Regions from separate parts of the Mus musculus genome. Here all the other regions are linked to region 1. A link is a contact called in public promoter capture Hi-C data. All regions are on one chromosome and are shown on one strand. The core of a region is the stretch at or near the end of the contact, and the rest is flanking DNA. Distances in the headings are between cores, read along the strand shown. Region 1 holds the start of 6030443J06Rik (RIKEN cDNA 6030443J06 gene). Region 2 holds the start of Atg9b (autophagy related 9B). Region 3 holds the start of Nupl2 (nucleoporin like 2). Region 4 holds the start of Klhl7 (kelch-like 7). Region 5 holds the start of Ptpn12 (protein tyrosine phosphatase, non-receptor type 12). Region 6 holds the start of Fam126a (family with sequence similarity 126, member A). Region 7 holds the start of AI506816 (expressed sequence AI506816).

Region 1 (2,940 bases), core at 251-2,750:
AACAAACAAACAAACAAAAACCACAGGAGAGCCAAAACAATCCTGAGCAATGAAAGAACTTCCAGAAGAGTCACAGTCCCTGACCTCAGGCTGTAATAAAGAGCAACAGTGATACAAAACACCTGTGTGATACTGATACAAAAACAGACTCACAGATCAAAGTAAATGAATCAAAGACCCAGAAACAAACTCACATACCTATGAACACTTGATCTTTGAAAAAGAAGCCAAAATTATACAGTGAAAAAGAAAGAAAGAAAGAAAGAAAGAAAGAAAGAAAGAAAGAAAGAAAGAAAGAAAGAAAGCAAGCACCTTCAATAAATGGTGCTGGTCTAACTGGCAGTCTGTATGTAGAAGAATGAAAATAGATCCATATTTATCATCTTGCACAAACCTCAAGTCCAAGTGGATCAAGGATCTCAACATAAAACCGGATACATTGAGTCTAATAGAAGAGAAAGTGGGGAAGAGCCATGAACACGCTGGCATAGGGAAAATGTCCTGAATAGAACACCAGTGGCTCAGGCTCTAAGATCAAATATTGATAAATGGGACCTCATGAAACTGAAAAGCTTCTGTAAGGCAAAGGGCTCTATCAACAGGACCAAACAGCAGCCTACAGATTGGGAAAGGATTGTCACTAACTACTTATGGTAGAGGCTGTGGAGTAAGGGGAATACTTCTTCATTGCAGGTAGTAATTCAAACTTGTACAACCACTTTGGAACCAAAGTGTGTGTGTGTGTGTGTGGTAATTAGATTTCCTCCACAGGCAGTTGTATTGTTCAATAATACATAATGGGCCTCTTTCTAATATGGGTGCCGTGTTTTCCTTGTCTTTTTGCACTGTTTATGAAATCTATGTGTAGCAGACACTGCGTACATTATCTTTTATTCTTAAAAATACTCTACTATAGTCCTTATGTTCTATATAAGGAAGTTTATAAATAAACGGTTCAAAGATTCTCCCAACATCTCAAAATTCAGAAAAAGTTGAGTCAATGTTTCCAGACCAAATTTTTTTTTCAGGACCCAAAGCCCTCTCTTTGGACACGAATTTTCTTATTCCTATACATTCTTTCATTTCAAGGCTTTTCTTCTTCCAGGTGTCCTATAAATGTGCAAGGACAACGTTAATTTTACTGATTACCCTCACTAACACTCGAATACTTCCACATCTAGTTTCAAGCTTGCAAAGACAAACAAATGATTTTATTTAGTTAGTTCCACAGAGTTCCCATTGTCCACTTTCTTGCCAGAGGAAAACCAATTTTTTTTTAAAGAATACTCGTTTCTGTCGGTACTTTTATGTGTGCGGCTTTCTGGAGGGAACTGAAGACACAGAAGGTGGGCGGTGAGGTGCCCCCAGGTCGCCCTTCAGCTTGTGTAAGGGTTTCAGGCTGGAAAGCTCAGGCCAGAGTGGGAAGCGATAACCACTTACCAGTAACCGACCACTGAGCACCGCCGCCTGGAGACTAGAGCGGCCCACGTTGTCGCGCGGCTCCCTGACGTCACTCGACCGCGCTGGCTCCGCCCCCAGCCCAGGCTTCCGGCCGGAAAGCTTGCGGTTGTTCTACGTGAACCACGCCTGAGTGGCGCAGGGCTGACCGGAGGCCAACTGCTCTGCAGTATCAGGTGGTGCCCGCCAAAATGTCTCACTTGGAGAGCATGGTCCTCTGTCGAGAGGCCCAAGTGTCCACTTTGCAGTCCCTGTTTGGAGAGGTATTGTAGTCAGACTGCTTCCCAAATGCCAGAGGCGAATGCGTCCTGGATCCGTTCCGTTTGGGGGGAGTACTGTGTGGATTGCGAGGCGGTAGGCTATCCCCCTTATGTTAAGATGGAGGTGCGGTATGACTGCCCCACACTTACCCAAAGAAACTTCTCAGTCTATTTTAAAGGAGACTGCAGAGGAAGAGCTGGCCTGCTCTACAGGACGTCGGCTAGGAAGTGCTCCTTTTACTTGGACCACACTTTGGAGATTATGTGAGCCCCAAATAGCTACTGCAAGTTGCTGCAGAACAGGGTTTGGGTAGGAAGTCTGTTTGCAGAGTGTTTACTAAACGCCAGTTCGCCCGTTGTAGTGAGGTATAGATTGGGTCAAATACAGAGAGGTGATTGGCTTCAAGGCCAATTAGGGTAACGCTGTGGTTTAGCCTTTAAAATCCTTCAGCTTTTCTAGAATTATAAAAGCCAGGAGAAGTCTCGCTTGGGTTTCTCTCCCTGCCGACCAGATGAGATGATTTAGAGGGGAGAGGTTAGCCTCTGAAGTGAACACAGGCTGAAGTAACATTCATTTCTCTCAGTTGCCTTGCATTGTGCTCATTAATTAGAATTGATTGCACTTGGATCTTATCTGGGAGATGAGCAAATACAAATAGCCATTTAGTCTTCCTTTAGAAATGTACTTTCATCCAGCAGAGTGTCGGATCCAGTGCGTCTGTGGTGGCAGATGAAATAGTCATGGAAAAGTACTTCCCTCCATCTAAAAGGCGTCATGTTAGCAATTCTAGAGGTCAGCTGCATCTGTAGTTCCTAGTTATAATGCTTTCAGTTATAGTTACCTATATTATTGAAATGTATAATTGTTTATGCTCTGTACATTCCTTCATTGGACTTGATAAACCCAGATTATTCTAACCAAAAGTACTCCTCTTTTTTTGAGGAATACTTTATTAGCAAAATAAGATAGGTAGGGCTGATTTAGCAGTGGGTCCCAGAAAAGGCTTCACCTTTGCTCTTATTTAATACTACATCTAACAAAAACAATATTTTTCTTCAAGGAAGTTTGCATGTGGGAAATACAAAGAACCACTATAGCAAATAGCTACAGAAGAAAAAAGAGCTAGCTATGCTCGTAGAAGACTAATTTATATGTTTAGCAAGTGTGTATTTTCTGAGCACTGGCTCTGTGTGTGGCACTGTGCCAGATTCAGTCTTGTGG
Region 2 (2,940 bases), core at 241-2,740, 1.8 Mb before region 1:
TTTAACTCCTCCACTGGGCTGTGGTTTCTTGGTGGGAGTGGCTCTGACTCATACCCGTTCCCCTCCACGCGAGAAAGGCACGCTATTGTCCACTGTCCACCAGGGGGTGCTGTTTCTAGCTCACATTTACTCTCTGGTAATCCATCTGGACATTTGAACATTGTTATGTTACTAGTATCATTGTCATTTATTGGTGGTGCTTCCGGGACTCAATTTTTCTTGAGCTGAGGGTCGCAAAGTCATGCTCTGGAATGAGCAGAGTGAAACTAGACAGAGCAATGAGCCAGAATTTGCTTGAGTTTGGGGCTGAGGAGATAAGGATGTGTGTAGAGGTAGTCTTAAGCAAGTATATACTATATGTGAGTAATGTCAGAGGGAGGTACCAGCTAAAGCCACACTTAACCTCTCTCTCTCTAGAGGTCTCAGAAAGATCATGGGAATTTCCTGCCACCGGGGTACCCCCCCACGCCCACTTCCTTGGGATTCCATTTTGCCACAAAGCATAGCTTTGCACCTTACCTAGACACAAAAGTATGGGAGTCATGAACTCTTGTTATATAAGAAAATCAGGCAGTCTGGGATAAACCTGTGGGATGTTCCATGGATGTCCTCCACGCTCCTCCAGGAAATGCTCTAGGAAGCACAGTTTTCCTCTCCGCCTCTGAGATACTGGCTTGATCGCTGGAGGCCCTGACACCTGCTCCATAAGTCAATATCTCAGGCATGGGCTTCAGTAGGGCAGTTGGTGACTCATGGCCTTGGGAATGGCGTTGGGCAAGCCATCAGACCAGCCACCTGGGCCTCCTCCTCCCGGGTGAGGCAACAACAAAGAACTCAACTGAGCCAGTCCATCCCCACACACCCAAATTATCCTCTCAAGGCCCCTGCCTTCCTGCGCTGACGTGTCTCAGGAGGCCCCGACACCAGGTCAGGACTGGAGGAGAGTACATCAGGGTTCAAGAGGATAAGGAAGATACAGTGGAACTCTCAAGGAACCAGCCTTTTTTCCTTAAGCTCCAATCTAGGATGGCTAGCACTCCTTCCTTTTACTCCTTGTTTTCTCCTGGCTAACCACAAAGTCTGCCCTCTTTCATTCAGAGAAAGAAAATATACAGCTTTTTTTTTTTTTTTTTTTTTTTAAGATAGGGTCAGATGTTGCCCAGAACAGCTTCAGTCTCCTGATCCCGCTACTCTGTCTCCTCCTAAGTGCTGGGAAATCTGAATGCACCTCCTGTTTGGGCATGTGGCCTTAAATCATTCTCTACTGACTGGTGCCCACAGGTGTGAAGGGATGGGAGTGCAATTGTAGGAACGAGAGCTTCACTATTTTGTCTGCACATGCTAGAGCCCTCTGATAGGATTTTGCTCTCTGTGCATATTATTTTTGTTGCAGCTGCCCTGTCTTTGCCACTTGTGCCCTTGAGGACTGAAAGCAGAGATCATAGGTGTCTCTTCTAATCCCAATAGCTCTTGAGCCCCTGCCTCCTAAACTGGTGTCCGTCCCAGGCATGGGGCTTGGGCCCCAGGTTGCCTTGCAAGGAGTGTGAGTGATCACACAGGTGGCTGAGGGTTGGCATGCCTGAGGCCTGCCCAGCCTGAGTCACCTAGTGCTGTTGTTGTCCTGCTCCTTGTTGAAGTCTCCGCTCAGCTTCACTGACCTCTGTGGAAACAACAGCAGTCCAGTCCCTTCAACCTCTCAAGAGAAGCTGCGGCCTGATGGTGAGACGAACGGGGTGGGGGGGGAGCAGGAGGCAACGGGGGCGGTGGGGAGACTTGGGGCCCAGCTCAGTGCCTCTGCTCCCTATGGCACTGCCACTGCCTGCTTCTCCATGCCGGGGAACTGGGGGAAGGAGGATCTCTGTCTTCTCTCTGTCCCCTGCCCCTCGCACAAGAAGCTGCTCCTCTTCAGTGTTCCCTCCGGCCTCAGGGTCTCCCTGCCTGGTGATTCAGGAGGCAGGGGCTTCTCAGACTCCACACAATGTCTTACCCACCCCGACCACACCCTCAACGCAGGCCCATCCCACAATGATACACACCTCTGCTTCCCCCTCGTGGGGGTCCCACTCCACCCCACCCCTGGCCTCGGCCACTCCCCCTCCCTCCTGCCCGCGCCCCCAGGACCATCCTGGGCTGCGGATGGGCCCTCTGATCCCTGAGCAGGACTATGAACGGCTAGAGGACTGTGACCCTGAGGGGTCTCAAGACTCCCCTATCCATGGGGAGGACCACCAACCCTTGCTTCATGTACCCGAAGGACTCCGCGGTGAGTGTGTGGGTATATGGAAGGTTGGGTGGGTTAGGGGGTCGAGGCAGGTTTGGGTTTGATAGAGAAATTAATCACAAATGGGACAATGCCAAGTCTTGACACTGTTTCTCTGTGCCCAGGTTCCTGGCATCACATCCAGAACCTGGACAGTTTTTTCACCAAGATATCCTTTGTGCCCAGCATGCAGAGGGGCATGGTGGGGGGACTGTGGAGCAGGGAAGAGTGGGGGAAGTTTCTACGGGAAGAGTCCGTAGGCTTAGGCAAATTTCTTGACAAACTTGCCACATCTACAGCTATCATCAGCGGAATGGCTTTGCCTGTATCCTGCTGGAGGATGTCTTCCAGCTGGGGTGAGAAGCCAGTCCTATCCCTAAGCTCTGCTCTTTCTTCTTGATTTTAGTATTTATTCTACTTTATTGATTTTTTGACCCAGGGTCTCATGTATCCTAGGCTAGACTTGAATTCCTGTCCCTCCTGCCTCCACTTCCTATGTGCTAGAATTACAGGCACAGTACTGTACCCAGTTTACGTGGTGCCGGAGATGAAATCCGGGGCTTTATATGCTAGGCAGACTCTGTCAACTGAGCTATGCCCCAGCTCTTCTTTTCAGTTTTAGGCTTGGTTGGGGCTCTGAAGGGCCAGGGGGCCAAATAGAGCTGCAGCCTGTCTGGTGT
Region 3 (2,940 bases), core at 319-2,818, 1.6 Mb before region 1:
AATCTTATCACTTCCTAGTTTATGCTAGGATAAAGGTAATTTATCTTAGGATTTAGAAAATATATCACTTAATATATACTAAAAACAGACTGATAGAGTACTCCTCTGGCTGAAATAGACATGCCTTTAGTACACAGCTTTAATCTCAGACATCGAAAGTAAAGTTAGTCTGTAGAAGGAAGCAGCTATGTTTGAAAGTGGTATCTAATTGAGTGCCAGACAAAGTGACAAATCAGAGAAAAATTTGACAGAATAGGATATGCCCAGCTCTCACAGGAGGAGGAACAGGAAGCTACGTAAGATGGAGCAGAGCAGAGGGAAAGAGAGAGGTATTTAAGGCCCAAATGTGGGCCTTAAAATTACAAAGCATTCTTTTTCTTTCTTTTCATTCTAAAGTTTTATTTGTATTTTTCCCCTAATTATCTATCTACTGAACATTTACTTGCAAATTACTACATTTAAAGTAGGTTTCCAGAGACCAAATGGCAAACATTCCTCTCAGCAGTCCCTGGGAGTATACCAGTATCTATCGGAACCTGACTCCTAATTTGGAGTCTTTCACTAGAAGCATTGTAGATGATACAATCTGTCTCCTCCACGAAAAGACTGGAAATATGAAACCAGCATGAACACAGGGGCTGGAGGAGCCTTAAAGAGAAGGGGAAAGAGAAGCACCCACTGACAACGTCACGAACTAGGTTCCACTGGGCAGTGGTAGCACATGACTTTAATTTCAGCACTCAGGAGGCAGAGGCAGGTGGATCTCTGTGAGTTCAAGGCCAGCCTGGTCTACAAAGAGTTTTTCAGGACAGCTAGGGCTGTTACACAGAGAAAGCCGATCTCTGAAAACCTAAAAACCAAAACAAACAAAAAACTAGGTTCCAAAATTAAGAGAACAAAACGTATTTATCTGACTTCTAAAACCTTGTTTTGTGCTGGTTTAATGTCTAACCCCTGAATACCCTTTCCACAAAACTTGTAAGGTTCTTGACCCAGTGTCGGAAGCTACTAACTAAAGCCCAGATTTTAAGAGCTTGTGATCACGGACAAGGAAGGGGAAAGAGTAGAGAAAGGGGTCTGAATGAACCCACGTGAATTCTCCCTACCACTGCCATTCACCAAAAAGGAGGTTTTGATGAAGATATCTCTAATTTAAAAACGCAGTGTTTGACAGGAGCACCCAAGTCCAAACGCCTGTCCACGTGTGACGATCAGAAACGACTTGTCAAACTACTGGGGGTGAGACGTCGCATGCCAGGGCAGGGGCCCGGGGTGGAGGTGTGCGTCCGCAGCAAGTGGCCCTGGCTCAAGGCTCCCAGACCGTCACCTGAGGGTGGCTGCTGCTGCGGTGGCGGCTGCCGAGCCCCGCCCGCACCCCGGGCGCCGGGATGCTCGTTCCAGCAGCGGTCTCCGAAGCGGCACCGGCCTTGAAGGAAAAACTGGCATATGGTCATGGTAGCGCCGTCCCAGCTCGACCCTGCTCGCGGTCGCCGGCGAGGGCCCAGGCTCCAGCAACCGAGGCCCGGCTAGTGTGACGTCATCGCCCCGCGCCCAGAGGCTCTGTGACCAGTGTGCCGTGAGCCGCGTGGGCTTTAGCCAATGGGATTTAAGAAGAGCAGAGCTGTCAGCGCTCGGGTATGCTGAAATGGGACGCGGTCGTTGGATCCCTGACCCGGACCCGGACCCGGACCTGAACCCGGACCCGAATCTAGAGAATACCAGATATAGCAGACAACCAGCAACCCTCTAGTTGGCTGTATACAGTCTGCGAGACTCATTCGTTCTTTACATTTACTTGGGGGGGGGGGAGGTAAAAATGGGCTTAACAACGAAAAAAAATCTGTTTATCAAGAGAGATTATTTACAGAAAGCCAGCTGTAACCAGGAAACAGGACTCAATGCAGGCGAAAAGCATCTATTAGTTTCTTAGTCGGTAATGTCTTAAAATTTCACGTAAATGTTGCCTTTTGAAATTTCATCAGGAAAAATGACAAAGAGTAAAACCGACACAGAAGCAGCCCGATTTTCCTCAGGAGCAGTTTCAGATAAAGGTTTTCTGAAAGTATCCAATTTACTGTTTTTTGTTTGTTTTGTTTGTTTTGTTGAGATACGGTCTTACTAGCTGGCCTCGAACCCACAGAAATCCACCTACCTTAGTGCTAAGATCAAAACCGTACACCCACTACGTTTCATTTATTATCTTTACAGTTCTCATGCAGGACCCTGTATCAGTATAAAACAAGTACATTATATAACAATGAAATGAAATTGCTCTTGGAAATTAAAATTGGAGAATGGGGATAAACTAAGAGTTGAAGGCAGCTTAGAGACTCCTCAGACTCAAAGTATACCTTGAGTCTCATTTTATATTTTGGTTATGCTAGAGGATGGAGAGATCAAAAGCAAAACTCTAACTAGTAATCCTAACACTTGTGATGGTAAATACTGTCAACTTGATTACTTTTAGAATCACCATAGACACAAATCTCTGGACTTGGAGGGTCAGACTTAGATCCCCATAGATACACACCTTTGAGCATGTCTGTGAAGATGCTTTCACAAAGGTTGAACTGGAAAGATGTACCCTTAATGAGGACTGCATTCTCAAAGGAGTGGGCACACACTGAATAAAAAGGCAAATTCAAGTTGAACATCCATTGCTGTTGCTAGACTGCAAATACAATGTGCCCAGCTGTCTCATGCTCCTGTTGAAATCCCGTCCAAGCTGTGCTAGACTGTACCTTAATCTGTGAGCCAGAATCAACACATGCTTCTGAGGTTGCTTTTACCAGGGTTTGTCATAGTAATAGGAAACACAATCTAGATAGCTCTATATGTAGGTGTAATCTAGCATGGTCTCAGTCATCCTCCTGCCTCAGCTTACCAAAGTGAGAACTGCCACTATTTTGAATCTTCACACCCGCCCACAACAAATTGAGT
Region 4 (2,940 bases), core at 149-2,648, 1.6 Mb before region 1:
TGCCACAGTTCGGGACAGTAGGAGTATACCAGAATGAGCTTAAACAAATTTAAGCACCAGTGAGTTCGATTTAATTACCACTAGAGGTACACATCAAAGACACTTGCAATCTCAAATCATCAATTCTGTAGATCTCAAAAAGGTTACACAAAAAGAACACAAATATGAAAAGAGATGCATTTTAATAAAGAAGCCAGCCATTCACAGCTATTTCAGCATAAAAACCAGGAAAGATATAGGCATTGAAAACATAGTATCTATCCGCTACAACCAGAGCAGTGTGCCATCTTGTGAACAAAGAGAAGACTGCTGCGACCAGTGTTTGGCCTTAAGAAATCAGGAGTTGGTATCTTCCGAAATAAATCTTAAGATTCTTCTGCTGCCCATACTCACAGCAAAAGCGTCAGAAAGCCGAATTAGGTTTTTTAATCACTCAAGCTTATCTGTAGTGCTTTGTCCTCTTGAAAAACAGATTTCAGAGTCAACAAACTGACAAACATCCCCAGAATCCATAATGTGTTCTCTACCAAGTAAAACTCACGGAACCAAAAACCAACCAAGTGGTGTTCCCCTGCTTACCGGTCTATTGGAGGTTATAATCTAGTTAATTCTATCAAACACCTATCTACCGTCTCCATCGTTAAGCCGTGCCTTTCATAACCCACCTTTCAACCAAATGCTGCGGTTTCTCCAATACACGGCAAAATCAAAGACAGCACAAAGAGATCCTCTTGGTTAACAGTGGCGCCAGAACCCTTAGAAAACTGCTATTTACTGGTGACTGGCGTCGCCCTAAATGACAGGTGATTTATCAACTCGTGCCACTTGGGTGACAGGGCGGCGGGGCGGGAGCCTCCCTCCGAGAGCTCCAGATGACACCGCACGGTAAGGGAAGGCTCCAGGCCTCACGGGGAACTGGATGAGACCGGTTACACAACCGCCCCGGAGGCCCCCCGCCCGCCGCAGGAGTCCCCGTCGAGCGGGCCTCGGAAGCCCCGTGGCGGAGCAGGCCGTCAGCCAAGGCGCCGGCCCCGCCGCCAGCCTCCGCCGGACCCCTGCCCACCGCCCCGCACCGCCCCGCACCGCCCCGCACCACCCCGCACCGCCCCGCACCTGTTTCCTCATGTTGTTCATGACGCCCATGAACCCCGCCAGCAGCTTGGCTTCTTCGCGAGCCGCAAGTTTCTTCTCAGTTTTCTTCTTGCTACTCTTTTCCACGCCGGAGGTGGCCATCCTCTCTTTGCCCTCTGCGGGTTCGCGGCGACAGTTTGCCCGCCACACGCGGCAGTCTGGAGCACGGCTTCGGCGGCGGAGCTCGGAGAACTGCGGGAAAGCCGAAGGAGGACGAGACGAAGCCAACTCGGCCACGGTTGCAAGCGAAGGGAGTCCCAAGCATGCGCACTGGGTCGGGCGGGGGGGGTGCGCTCTAAGGAGGAGGGGGCGGGGCAGTGCGTCACAGCCACGCGACGCCCTAGCAACCGGCTGCGTCGCGCGGTGCGGCGTCCTCAACAGTGGGTACCCTTCGGCCTGATCCAAGCTCGCGTGTGCTTTTCTTCTACCAAAGGCCGACTTCCCAGGTTTAGATTTCGTGATGATCTATTTTGGATAATTGTGTAATAGAACAAACTAAGACGTCTCCCTATGGCGTAAGCTCCCTGAGAACAGGGTCAGTTCTTCACTGCCTTTTCAGACTGGGGCTCATTGTAGGCGCTCAGTAACTATTACAGGAAAATTGCATACTGCAAGGCAAAGGTTATTTAGGATAAGCACAAGAGTTACTTGTTTGAGATTCAGAAAGCAAAACCATTGTCCTGTCGATTTCTCCTCTCCGTGACATGCCTGCCTGTTTAGTAGGCTGTCTTTCTCATTAAAACAGATCTGGTGGGTGATGGTGGTGGTGGAGGCAGAGAGTGGTGGACTACTGAGAGAAACCCTGTCTGGGGAAAAAAACAAAATCAAAAAAACCAAAAAACTAGAGAGCAGGTGTTAGTTCCAGCCAACTTTATTGAGGTTTCCCCGGGCAGTTCTACTGGAATACAGAACTCAGTCCTAGAACTCACAGAAACATGTTCATAATGAGTTTTTTATTTTGCTGTTTAGGAATACACAGGACTGAAGTCGTTATTTCTAGTAATGAACTTTCTACATAGCCTCAGTTTTCTACCTAGATGTATGAAGAACTAGACAGAAGTTTTATGTAAAATGATCTAGACCGCTGTTGATCTAAAACAATAACTGCTTAAAAGAAAATTAAATAAATTATTTTAAGCTGCATAGGGTCAGCAATGGCCTAAAAAGGGATTGAACATATCCTGGACAGTATGTTTCTTTATAAAAGAGATTAGATAAATATATTTATCTGCAGGAGGTGGGGGAAGAAAGTTAATCAAGGCGTTTACCAGATACACTGGTGGGAGCATCAAGTTGGTGGACCACAGCACAGTGAGAAAATCCTTTTGGAAGTTTTAGACGTCATATATATATGATGCCCCCTTTCAACATGTTTTATTTAAGATAACTTTTAAATTAAATATATTCTAATCATATTTTTCCTCTCCCTCAGATCCTTCCAGATCTTCCTGTCCCTGCTCACCCAACTTTTTTTTTTTTTTTTTTAAATATATTTATTTATTTATTATATGTAAATACACTGTAGCTGTCCTCAGACACTCCAGAAGAGGGAGTCAGATCTTGTTTCGGATGGTTGTGAGCCACCATGTGGTTGCTGGGATTTGAACTCCTGACCTTCAGAAGAGCAGTCGGGTGCTCTTACCCACTGAGCCATCTCACCAGCCCTCACCCAACTTTTAAGTTGTTTGTCAAACAAACAAATCCAATACTGTAACAAAACCAAGAAAATATATAAAATGACACCCCAAAAGAAAAACAAACATCAAGTTGTAATTAAAGAAAAGTGCATGCGTGCTTGTGCATGCAAGT
Region 5 (2,940 bases), core at 265-2,764, 1.5 Mb after region 1:
CCTGGGTTACTGAGTGAGACCCTGGCTGAGAGAACCCAAAATATAGAGACATAAATAAAAGTTAAAGCATTTCTGCCATTTACCTATTTGTCCCCATCGAGCCTGAATCTTTTGCTTACATTCAGTGAAATTTAGCCTGTGTAGTGGGTTAAATTACTACAGACACTCCTTTCAAAAGTTTATTTTAGTATGGAAAGCATCTCTTGAAATGCTTTGAGAGAAGTGAGTTGGTACATATCAGATGCATTATTTCCTGTATTTTATTTTAAAGTGTAACTGTATATTGCTACTCACATGTGTTGTCTTCGATTTTCTTTTTAATTAAATTTCACAGTGCGGCCAAATATCGGTTTAGGAAATGTTTCCTGCATTGATATTTCCTATCTTAAGCATATTTCCTGGCAGCCTGTTCTGTGAAAACATGTTTTTTGTTTGTGGGTGTAGGTGACCAAAGTCAGTCCATGGATCAAATCCCTCAGTTGTGCAACTGTGTACTACTACAAACTCTCGTCCTTTCGAGAAAAAGTAAAAGTTAGAGTCAAAGTAAAAGAACCTGCGTTTTAGTTCTGACTCCACATGAACATGTTGGGGGGGTGAACTTTGGACAAATCATTTCTATTTATGAAAGGACAGATTGCATCAGCACGCTCTCTGTCTGCTAAGAGTCACAAATTCTATTCTACGAAAGAATGTCACCCATTCAACTCTGAAACCGTGAGAATTTAAAGATAGGAAGCAATATTGTCTTCCTCTTGGCAAAAAAAGGTGCAATGAGAAAGATGCATTACGAATTAAGAGCTTTCCCTCACTGGGATTAGAAAGATTGCGAAGAGTAAACCCTTTCACTCTGGAAACTATTGGCTTCTCCTAGCCAAAGTGCCAAAGCCTTGGGAGACCCTCACCAAGGCATTCGTAAAGCGAAGGTGAAGGCTCTACTACAGTTCCCAGCATACCTCTGTCCCACCCTGCTCCGGGCACTCCTGCAGGCGGGTCTTGTAGTCCCAGCCCGCGGCCGGCAGTAGCGCTGAAGCACTTTTGGAATCAGCTTTCCCTCCCCGCCAAACCCGGAGGCCGCAAGCCCCATCTGAAGTTTACTGTCTGACCCACTGGGCTTGGCCGGGCTTCCAGACGTAGGACGTCCACCAGAAGCCAGCCTCACCGCAGCGAGCGGCGAGCGCCCTAGGAGAGGGCCACGCCCCGGAAGCGGCTTCCAGCCACTCAGAGCGGGCGGGGGCGGGCCCGGGCGGGCGTGCGGGGGCGGCTGGGTCTTCGCTCTGGGGCGGGGCCGCCGTACGAGCCCGCGCGTCTGGGTGGCGGCGGGGGCGCGCCCGTGGGGAGAGGCGGCTGCGGCTGCTGGTGGGGGGTGGGGGGGGAGGCAGAACCGGGAAGGGGGCAGGGCGAACTGAGAGCCGTGTTCCTGAGGCGGCGGCGTCTCGGACTGAGGAGGGCGGGGAAGGAGGATGGGGCAGGCTGGGGGTTGGGGCCGGCGCTAGCCCGCGGCTCGCCTCGTAGTAGGGGAAAGCGACGCTGCTCTTTAAGTTGCGCGGGGAGCCCGGCCGGTGCCGCCGCAGCCGCAGCCGCCTGGCGCGGCGGGGAGGGAGGGCGGGCCGGAGCGAGCTGGGGAAGACGGAGCGGGCGCTGCGGCGCGCGGGCGGGCGGCGGGGGGGACGCGGGAGGATGGAGCAAGTGGAGATCCTGAGGAGGTTCATCCAGAGGGTCCAGGCCATGAAGAGTCCGGATCACAATGGGGAGGACAACTTCGCCCGGGACTTCATGGTGAGTGTCCGTTCTCGCCGGCGCCTCGTGTCGCCAGCCGCCGAGCTCCCCTCGCCTCTCCCGGTCGGTCGGGGCTGCCAGCGCTTTGTGTGCGGTGCGAGGACAGGCGCGGGGCGCGCGCCCAGCCGCGAGCGCCGTCGGCGAGCTTGCGGGAGGCGAGGTCACCCCCGCCCCTCAGCCTCTCTTTTCCGCGGCCGCTACCTGCGCTCCCCGGCCCAGCCCGCTCCGGCCCCGCCGCCCGCGACTACCTATTGTCTCCCCGGCCGGGCGGCGGCGGCTGGAGTGCGGGCTCGCCTTCCCACGCCTGCCTTCCCCGCCTGCCCCTCCGGGGAGGGTCGAGGCGAGCTGTCTGGCTGCGGCCAGCGGAGCGGCTCGAGGCTGCCGGAGAGCGAGGGTGTAGAGCATTAACTCGCTGGGTCCCTGTACGGATGCCGGCCTTGGTCCGAGTGGACGGCAGGACGACTCCGTGTCTGGGTTCACAGTTATTAGCTCAGCGCTTGCCAGAGGCTTGACCATAAGGAATCTCATGGTTTACCTGATCTCCATTTATCTGGTCAGGTTTCTTTTCGTCCTGAGACCCAGGTTTGAGGTGGCTGTGAGGCCAGTGTGACTTTAGATCGAAAAGGGAGGGGGATATCAGTGTGGATGGGGGTTATCCTGAAGGAAGCTCACTCCGGACTTGAGGGGATATTGCCGAAGCCGGAGGGGATGTGACTATCACTTCCTATCCGGGGTGGGGGTGGGGAAGCTGGGAACAATAGTCATGGTAGGGTGGAGGCGACTATATGGGCTGAAGCCCTGGGAGATAACCTTCCCGTCCCCCCTTTTCCGCCACCCCCCTTTCCGCCCTCTGCTTGTGTAGGCAGGCTTGAGTGAGTGGAGGTGGGGGTTAAAAGTCTAGTATGTGAAATTTCTCTAGGTGCATAATTGGAGAGAGGGTATCAATTCCGAAGGCGTGGGACCAGAAGCTGACTTCCTACATTACCCCCTCCTCGCTCCTTTTATTTTTCTGTTGGACAATGTTCCCTCTAGGGTTGTTTCCCGGCTTTGGAGGCGGTGGTTGCGGCTGCTGCTCCTACGGATGTTGCGCAAGACTGGGGCGTTGTAAACCCTGGAGGTCTGGGGAATGGAAAAGGAAATGGGACTTTGGGAAGTCCTTCGCTC
Region 6 (2,940 bases), core at 315-2,814, 1.5 Mb before region 1:
TCATCTTGTTTTTGCAATGTGCTTAATGAAGCCTAACAACATGGCCTGGTTGACTTCATGTATGTATATACATATGTATATACAATGTTCAATATATATATATGTATATGTGTATGTGTATATGTATATAATATGTGCTTATTATTTCTTTGGTATGTTTTAAAAACTTGCTTAGTGTTTTGGGAGACATTTTGTCATCTCTAGCATTAACTTAGAATGACTTCCTTTCTTCCAGGTTGAAATTTGCCTTCTTCCTCTCTTTCTTTCTTTCTTTCTTTCTTTCTTTCTTTCTTTCTTTCTTTCTTTCTTTCTTTCTTTCTTTCTTTCTTTCTTTCTTTCTTTCCTTCCTTCCTTCCTTCCTTCCTTCCTTCCTTCCTTCCTTCCTCTCTCTCTCTCTCTCTCTCTCTCTCTCTCTTTCTTTCTAATTCAACCAGATTTGAGTTGAGAGGGTTGTAATAGGGGGAGCTCGGAGCATATGCTGTATTGGCTATATATATATATATATATATATATATAAAACGTTATCTGTAGGATAAGTAGGTGTGGAAGACGAAAAATGGCTTATGGAAAAAAGTAGAGAAATATACTTAATTTTTTTCTAAAGAAAAATATTTATTTATTTAATGTGTATATATGTATGGCTGAGTGTGTATGTATGTATGTGTACCATATGTGTGCAGATACCTTCGAGGCCAGAAGTGTCAGATCTGCTGTACTAGAGTCCTGATGTGGGTGCTGGGAACTGAACCCCATTCATCTGGAAGATCAGCAAGTGCTCTTAAGCTCTGAGCCAACTCTCCATCCTCCCTTTTACTATTAAAATTCTTTTAATTTATGTGTGTGTGTGTGTGTTAGGTGCATGTGTACCTGGATGAGGGCAGAGGCCAGAAGAGGGCTACTGATCCCCTGAGACTGAAGTTATAGAGGTTGTGAGCTTCCACATGGGTGCAAAAGCAGTAATATTTTTTTTAACTCTTCAGTTGTCTTTTAGACACCATATTTGAAATTTTCAAGGCTAAAGTCAAAAGCAATGAACATAAGAAAAGGTAGTATTTTAATTGCTATTTCCGAAATCACACAGACACAGACAGACAGACAGACAGACAGACAGACAGACAGACACACACACACACACACAGACACACACACACACACACACACACACACACACACACACACCCCACACACACCCCCCAGAATCCGGTCAAATTTTGATATACTTTTGGGAAATGATTCGAGTAATTGAATATCAGCTTGCTGTCCTTTTCTGATTACGTTTTAAAGCATCTGGTAAGACTTAAGGTCTAAAGGGCTCAGAGAGATCCTGAGACCTTCATGGAACTTCTTAGTTGTCACCACTAACCACACAGTCAATCGTCTCCCCTGGGCGTTCCCGGACCACGCCCATCGCGCAGACCACGCCCACTCAAATCGCCCCCCCCCCATCAATAGTTTCAGATTCTCATTGGTGGAGAAGTTGTTCTGGGCCCACCCTGGGGGTCAGTGATAGGCTGATCCAGTGTGGGACGGTGGTGGTTGGCTGCTTGGGGACGGGTCTCTGGTGGTGCCTGTCAGAGAGGCTGGCGGCAGTGGCGGCTGTCCGGGCTGGGTTGTCAGTCAGAGAGAGGAGGGAAGATGGCTCGCCCGGACTCGTGCTGCTAGAAGGAGAGGGGCAGGTGGCGCGGCTGCCGGCGGAGCGCAGTCGCCCGGTCGCCGTGGTCGCCGTGGTCGCCGTGGTCGTGGGGGGAGGCCGCGGTAGGTCCGGAGCTGCTCTGGTGAGTCTGCCGCGAGCCGTACGCCGGCCCCTGAGGCGCCGGGAGACCGAGAACTTTCTTTGGTCTGGGAGGAGCGGGGCTGAAGCTGTTGCCGGCGGCGGGTAGGACTTCGTCCTGGGGCGGCGGCCCGTTGCGGGTAACGGCTCCCGCGCGAGGCGCGGCCCGAGAACCCTAAGTTGGCCGCGGCCGGCTGCCCGCTGTGAACGAGGCTCCGTTCCCGGTTGGGCGATGAGCTGGGGGTGCCCCAGGGTCGGCCTAGCACAGAGCCCACCGTAGCCTATGGCCACTGCCCACCCGTCCGCGCCGCCCAAAGCCTGGCCTCGCCGCCCACGCTGGCTCCGCAGACCCGGTGCTCTTCAGAGCGGTGCTCGCTCGGGTCTTGAATCCCGTGGGGCTGGGGGTTCGGAGTGCCAGACCGGTCTGTCTGTCCACCACCAGGAGAGCTCCTCTTCTGCCTGCGCCGCGCTGGACCCTGGAGTTCTGCCTCTTCTGCGGCTGCTGTGACCGCCCTCGAGGATCGACAGGGTTTTCTGTCCACTGAACGGTTTTTTGTTTTTGTTTTTTTGTAAGCTTCTTTCTTTTTTCTTTCTTTTCTTCCTTTCGTTCTTTTTTCCTTCCTTGCCCCCCCCCTCCCCGCACGAAAACACCCCAGGTTTGCAAGCTTCAGCAAAACTGGGTCTCTGCCCTGCAGCGTGCATGTGTTTGCTTTGTACCTTTAGAGTTTAGAGGTTCCTGAAGAATTTGGCCCTAGTGGTTTTGCACTGCACTGAATCGCTTCTGGGATAAAACGCTATTGCACGCGGGCAGCGGCTCCACTGCTCAGGTAGGGGGAGTGCTGCTGCGATACAGAGACTGCTACTGGTTGCATGCAGGGTAACACTGGCTTTCTGTACACTGGGTGTCCTTTGGGTAACAAGGTAGGTTTTGCAGGAGATGTGCCAGCCCTGTGGTTCATGCCACGCGTTGCAGTTTGAGGTTTTCAGTTGTTACAACTTTTATCTACATAAAGCCACAAAGATTAGGGTAACCTTGAAACAATGCGATAGTTCTGGGAGGTGTGTTTTCCTAGGACTGCTCTGTTGCCAATGGCACCAGCCTCCTCCCCCCAACCCCCACCCCCGATCGTTTGTGACCACTTTTCCCCTTTAGGTGAATACATTTTAAG
Region 7 (2,940 bases), core at 295-2,794, 1.2 Mb before region 1:
GGTTAAGAGCACTGACTCCTCTTCTGTAGGTCCTGAGTTCAAACCCCAGCAACCACATGGTGGCTCACAACCATCTGGAATGAGATTTGACGCCCTCTTCTGGTGTCTGAAGACAGCTACAGTGTACTTACATAAAATAAATAAAGAAATCTTTTTAAAAAAACAAATTAGGGCAGAGGATCCTGGGTGTGGCCCCACAATGTTTCTTTGGCTTGTAGACCACCCTAGAGGAAGGCATGGGATTGTGTGATTTCCTGCCTCCCACTCTTAACTCCTCCCCTTTGTTCTCTCTCTGGAGAACTCCTGCTTTAGAAGAGAATGTAAACTCTTCGGGTGATGGGAACATTGGTTTGCCTCATGAGTTTATAAATGTCTAGCAAAAAAGTCCCTAAACTCAGGCATCATGACTAAGATGTTCACCATGACATCCCTCACCACCTGAGTAATTCGACAGCTACTGAGCTACTGTGTGCAAGTCCTTAGGAGATGCTAGCCTTAACCACTGGGAGGACTCAATCCCTTCTTGTCAGTCATTATGCTAGGTTCCTGGGCTGCCTTAACAAAGCCCTTAATGGCTTCCACGGAATCGCCAGATCAGCGCTGGCAGCCAGAAGTCCAAAATCAAGGTATCAGCTGAACCAACTGCTTCTGAACACCACTGAAGGGATCTTTCCTGTGTCTTCCCACACAGTGGTCACAATCCTGGGCACTCCTGGCCATGTAGTCGCTTCTCTCCCTTCTCCTTTGTCACTCATTATCGGTTTATGTCTTCCTTTGTTAGAAGGACAGTTGCTTTTAGTAAAGAGGGTCCACCTTACAGGGTGGTGGCTCATGCCTTTAACCCCAGCACTGGGGAGGCAGAGGCAAGTGGATCTGAGAGTTCGAGCCCAGCCTGGTCAAAGAGGGAGTGCTAGGACAGCCAGGGCTTCATGGAGAAACACTATGGGGGGGGGGGGAGGGATAAAACAAACCAAAACCAAACAAACAAAAAAACAAGACAAACCCCAAAATATCCCAGCCTGATTCTGACAGGCACAGGTGCCTCCTGGGTGAAAATGCACAGCCAGTAGTGGGATTTTTAGGCATGGGGTCCTCTCCTTGTACCAGCCCCTCTTAAGAGAGTCCACTCCACTCTCCATGATGTCTCAGTTTTCTTAAGAGGAGGAAATTTCGTTACATATGGGTCTTCAAATAAAAATAAGCACAAAAGGATGTGGGTCAATTAAAAGTACCAAATTCAATATATGACTGAGAAGCACGGGGAGAAGAAAAAGAAATCCCCAAGTGATGTGGCTCCAAGATGCTCCTCTAACCTTCAGAGAGGTGACATATTCCACAGTCAGGCCAGTGAGTGGTACCGCTGCCCTGGGGTAGGGGCAGGCTGGGAGGCTCTGGTGCCGCCAGGGGACACGCTAGGGCCGGCGCTGGAGTCAGGCGGGAACGGGGGAAGGGGCGGGCAGGAGGGGCGCTGGGCCACTCTGGTTGGCTGAGCCCCGGTGCTCAATGTCCGGTCGGTTTTAAACTCGGTCCCGCCCTGGCGCCCTGCTCTTCCGCCGCGGCGCGCTCCTGGTAAGTACTCTCACCATTGCGAGTCCCAGGACCACGCCACGTGGCCTCGGAGATTTTCACGGCGCTCGCCCGTGGCGCGGGTCCCTGCCCATACGCGTCCCTTCTGTGTGGGACAGGAGATCGGCCTTGCGCTGCCCGGATTTGTCCCCTCCCAGGTGGAGGCGCGGCGTCCGGACGGCCCGGGTCCTGGGCACACTCGGGGCTTCCCGCCCGCCCAAGACTCGGATGACAGGGACATCGCCTATTTAGGAAGCGAATGAGATCAGAGCTCGGAAAGTAACAGGAGGCAGGATAATCCCAGTGTCAGCAAGGACAGGGGTAATTTCGCCCACTCAAGCGCGTCCTCGCCGCCGCACGTGTCCTTTAAATGCCGCTTGGCACAGAGGCTGGGCTTTTTGTTTTGTGCTCGTTTGTTTTAAGGTTTGAGGGTATATTCAGGCGGATACCTGCAAGCGAGTCCAGCAGGGACCTCTGCCTAAAGGACCTGGATTACCCTACTGCTGACACAGACCCAGCCTGTCTGGGTTTTGGGTCCTGGGAGAAATCTGAGCGACTGGATTAGCACTTAAGCAAGGCAACCTCTAAACCATGATTTAGGAATCGTGAATTGGAATTCCTAAGACCGGGTATAGGTGTTCAGCGAGCACCCTGGAGTCCTCCCTGTTTAAGAGGTGGCTGGTTGAGACACCAATTAAACGTAAATATCAGGGTTGGAGAGATGACTCAGAGTACTGACAGCTCTTCTAGAGTTCCCGAGTTAAATTCTCAGCAACCACATGGTGGCTCACAACCATCTGTAATGAGATCTGATGCCCTCTTCTGGTGTTGTCTGGAGATAGCAACAGTGCACTCATATAGAAGAAATAAATCTTTTTAAAAGATTATTTGATTATTGAGACAGATTGTCATGCTGGCCCAGAGAATATTTGTGCTCTAGGACCCTAAGTATTGGCATTTATGGACATAAGCCACTGTACCTGGTAAAGGGCATTTTAGAGGAAGAATAGGCTTGTGGGCTCTTGTAAACAAGTTCCCTGCGAGGTAGTTTTCTTTCCGTTAGAGGTTAGGGTTCTGCTGAGCCCCTTCGAGAGTGAAGGGCAGCATGAGCCAGCTTCTAAGGTGAGGAATTATTTTTCCCTTCCTCATTCAGGCTCAGGAGACACATCTGATGCTGCTTCTGGTTTTGAAATCAGAGACAATGTTTCACTTTCTTAAAGGAAGAGTACCGCTATTACCTGCAGTACTATTTGCCTCTAAACATTAAGAGTTTTTGGCTTCTGGGGTGGAAACAGTGGGAAAGATGGCCCAGAGGCAATAAAATGGACTCCAGCTGTCAGCAGTATGAAGATCAGAGCTCTGTGCAGGAATAAA

What was found. Promoter capture Hi-C pulls out the DNA fragments that hold promoters and counts their contacts. Capture Hi-C pulls out chosen DNA fragments and counts their contacts.
Region 2: a promoter capture Hi-C map of pre-B cells shows a contact between it and region 1, with 4 times the contacts expected there. The contact joins the promoter of Atg9b here to the promoter of 6030443J06Rik in region 1. A contact is called at or near these places in 2 of 39 promoter capture datasets (the C10 cell line and pre-B cells).
Region 3: a contact with region 1 is called in a promoter capture Hi-C map of pre-B cells, with 4 times the contacts expected there. The contact joins the promoter of Nupl2 here to the promoter of 6030443J06Rik in region 1. A contact is called at or near these places in 3 of 39 promoter capture datasets (the C10 cell line, liver and pre-B cells), 2 of 484 Hi-C or Micro-C datasets (CD4 T cells and pre-B cells) and 1 of 115 datasets of contacts at active chromatin or transcription factors (thymic regulatory T cells).
Region 4: a promoter capture Hi-C map of pre-B cells shows a contact between it and region 1, with 6 times the contacts expected there. The contact joins the promoter of Klhl7 here to the promoter of 6030443J06Rik in region 1. A contact is called at or near these places in 2 of 39 promoter capture datasets (liver and pre-B cells) and 1 of 484 Hi-C or Micro-C datasets (CD4 T cells).
Region 5: a contact with region 1 is called in a promoter capture Hi-C map of pre-B cells, with 4 times the contacts expected there. The contact joins the promoter of Ptpn12 here to the promoter of 6030443J06Rik in region 1. A contact is called at or near these places in 2 of 39 promoter capture datasets (hippocampal neurons and pre-B cells).
Region 6: a promoter capture Hi-C map of pre-B cells shows a contact between it and region 1, with 5 times the contacts expected there. The contact joins the promoter of Fam126a here to the promoter of 6030443J06Rik in region 1. A contact is called at or near these places in 2 of 39 promoter capture datasets (liver and pre-B cells), 1 of 484 Hi-C or Micro-C datasets (pre-B cells) and 1 of 115 datasets of contacts at active chromatin or transcription factors (microglia).
Region 7: a contact with region 1 is called in a promoter capture Hi-C map of adipose tissue, with 3 times the contacts expected there. The contact joins the promoter of AI506816 here to the promoter of 6030443J06Rik in region 1. A contact is called at or near these places in 2 of 39 promoter capture datasets (hippocampal neurons and pre-B cells), 1 of 115 datasets of contacts at active chromatin or transcription factors (microglia) and 1 of 9 other capture datasets (adipose tissue).

Annotation. Positions count from the first base shown.
Region 1 is chr5:22,548,973-22,551,912 of GRCm38.p6, reverse strand. 6030443J06Rik (RIKEN cDNA 6030443J06 gene) reads right to left here and starts at 1,500. Exons shown (of 3, transcript NR_102315.1): 1 at 1,441-1,500. It overlaps Orc5 (origin recognition complex, subunit 5), which reads left to right and starts at 1,575. Exons shown (of 14, transcript NM_011959.3): 1 at 1,575-1,721. The coding sequence starts at 1,650.
Region 2 is chr5:24,390,693-24,393,632 of GRCm38.p6, reverse strand. It overlaps Atg9b (autophagy related 9B), which reads left to right and starts at 1,490. Exons shown (of 14, transcript NM_001002897.3): 1 at 1,490-2,263; 2 at 2,386-2,429; 3 at 2,552-2,616. The coding sequence starts at 1,717.
Region 3 is chr5:24,163,591-24,166,530 of GRCm38.p6, reverse strand. It overlaps Nupl2 (nucleoporin like 2), which reads right to left and starts at 1,568. Exons shown (of 7, transcript NM_153092.4): 1 at 1,328-1,568. The coding sequence starts at 1,454.
Region 4 is chr5:24,099,048-24,101,987 of GRCm38.p6, reverse strand. It overlaps Klhl7 (kelch-like 7), which reads right to left and starts at 1,398. Exons shown (of 11, transcript NM_026448.3): 1 at 1,114-1,398. The coding sequence starts at 1,233.
Region 5 is chr5:21,054,485-21,057,424 of GRCm38.p6, reverse strand. Ptpn12 (protein tyrosine phosphatase, non-receptor type 12) reads left to right here and starts at 1,514. Exons shown (of 18, transcript NM_011203.3): 1 at 1,514-1,776. The coding sequence starts at 1,678. It overlaps Gm42221 (a long non-coding RNA gene), which reads right to left and starts at 1,358. Exons shown (of 4, transcript XR_880864.3): 1 at 954-1,358.
Region 6 is chr5:24,029,314-24,032,253 of GRCm38.p6, reverse strand. It overlaps Fam126a (family with sequence similarity 126, member A), which reads left to right and starts at 1,564. Exons shown (of 11, transcript NM_053090.3): 1 at 1,564-1,775.
Region 7 is chr5:23,711,271-23,714,210 of GRCm38.p6, reverse strand. It overlaps AI506816 (expressed sequence AI506816), which reads left to right and starts at 1,544. Exons shown (of 5, transcript NR_015554.2): 1 at 1,544-1,569.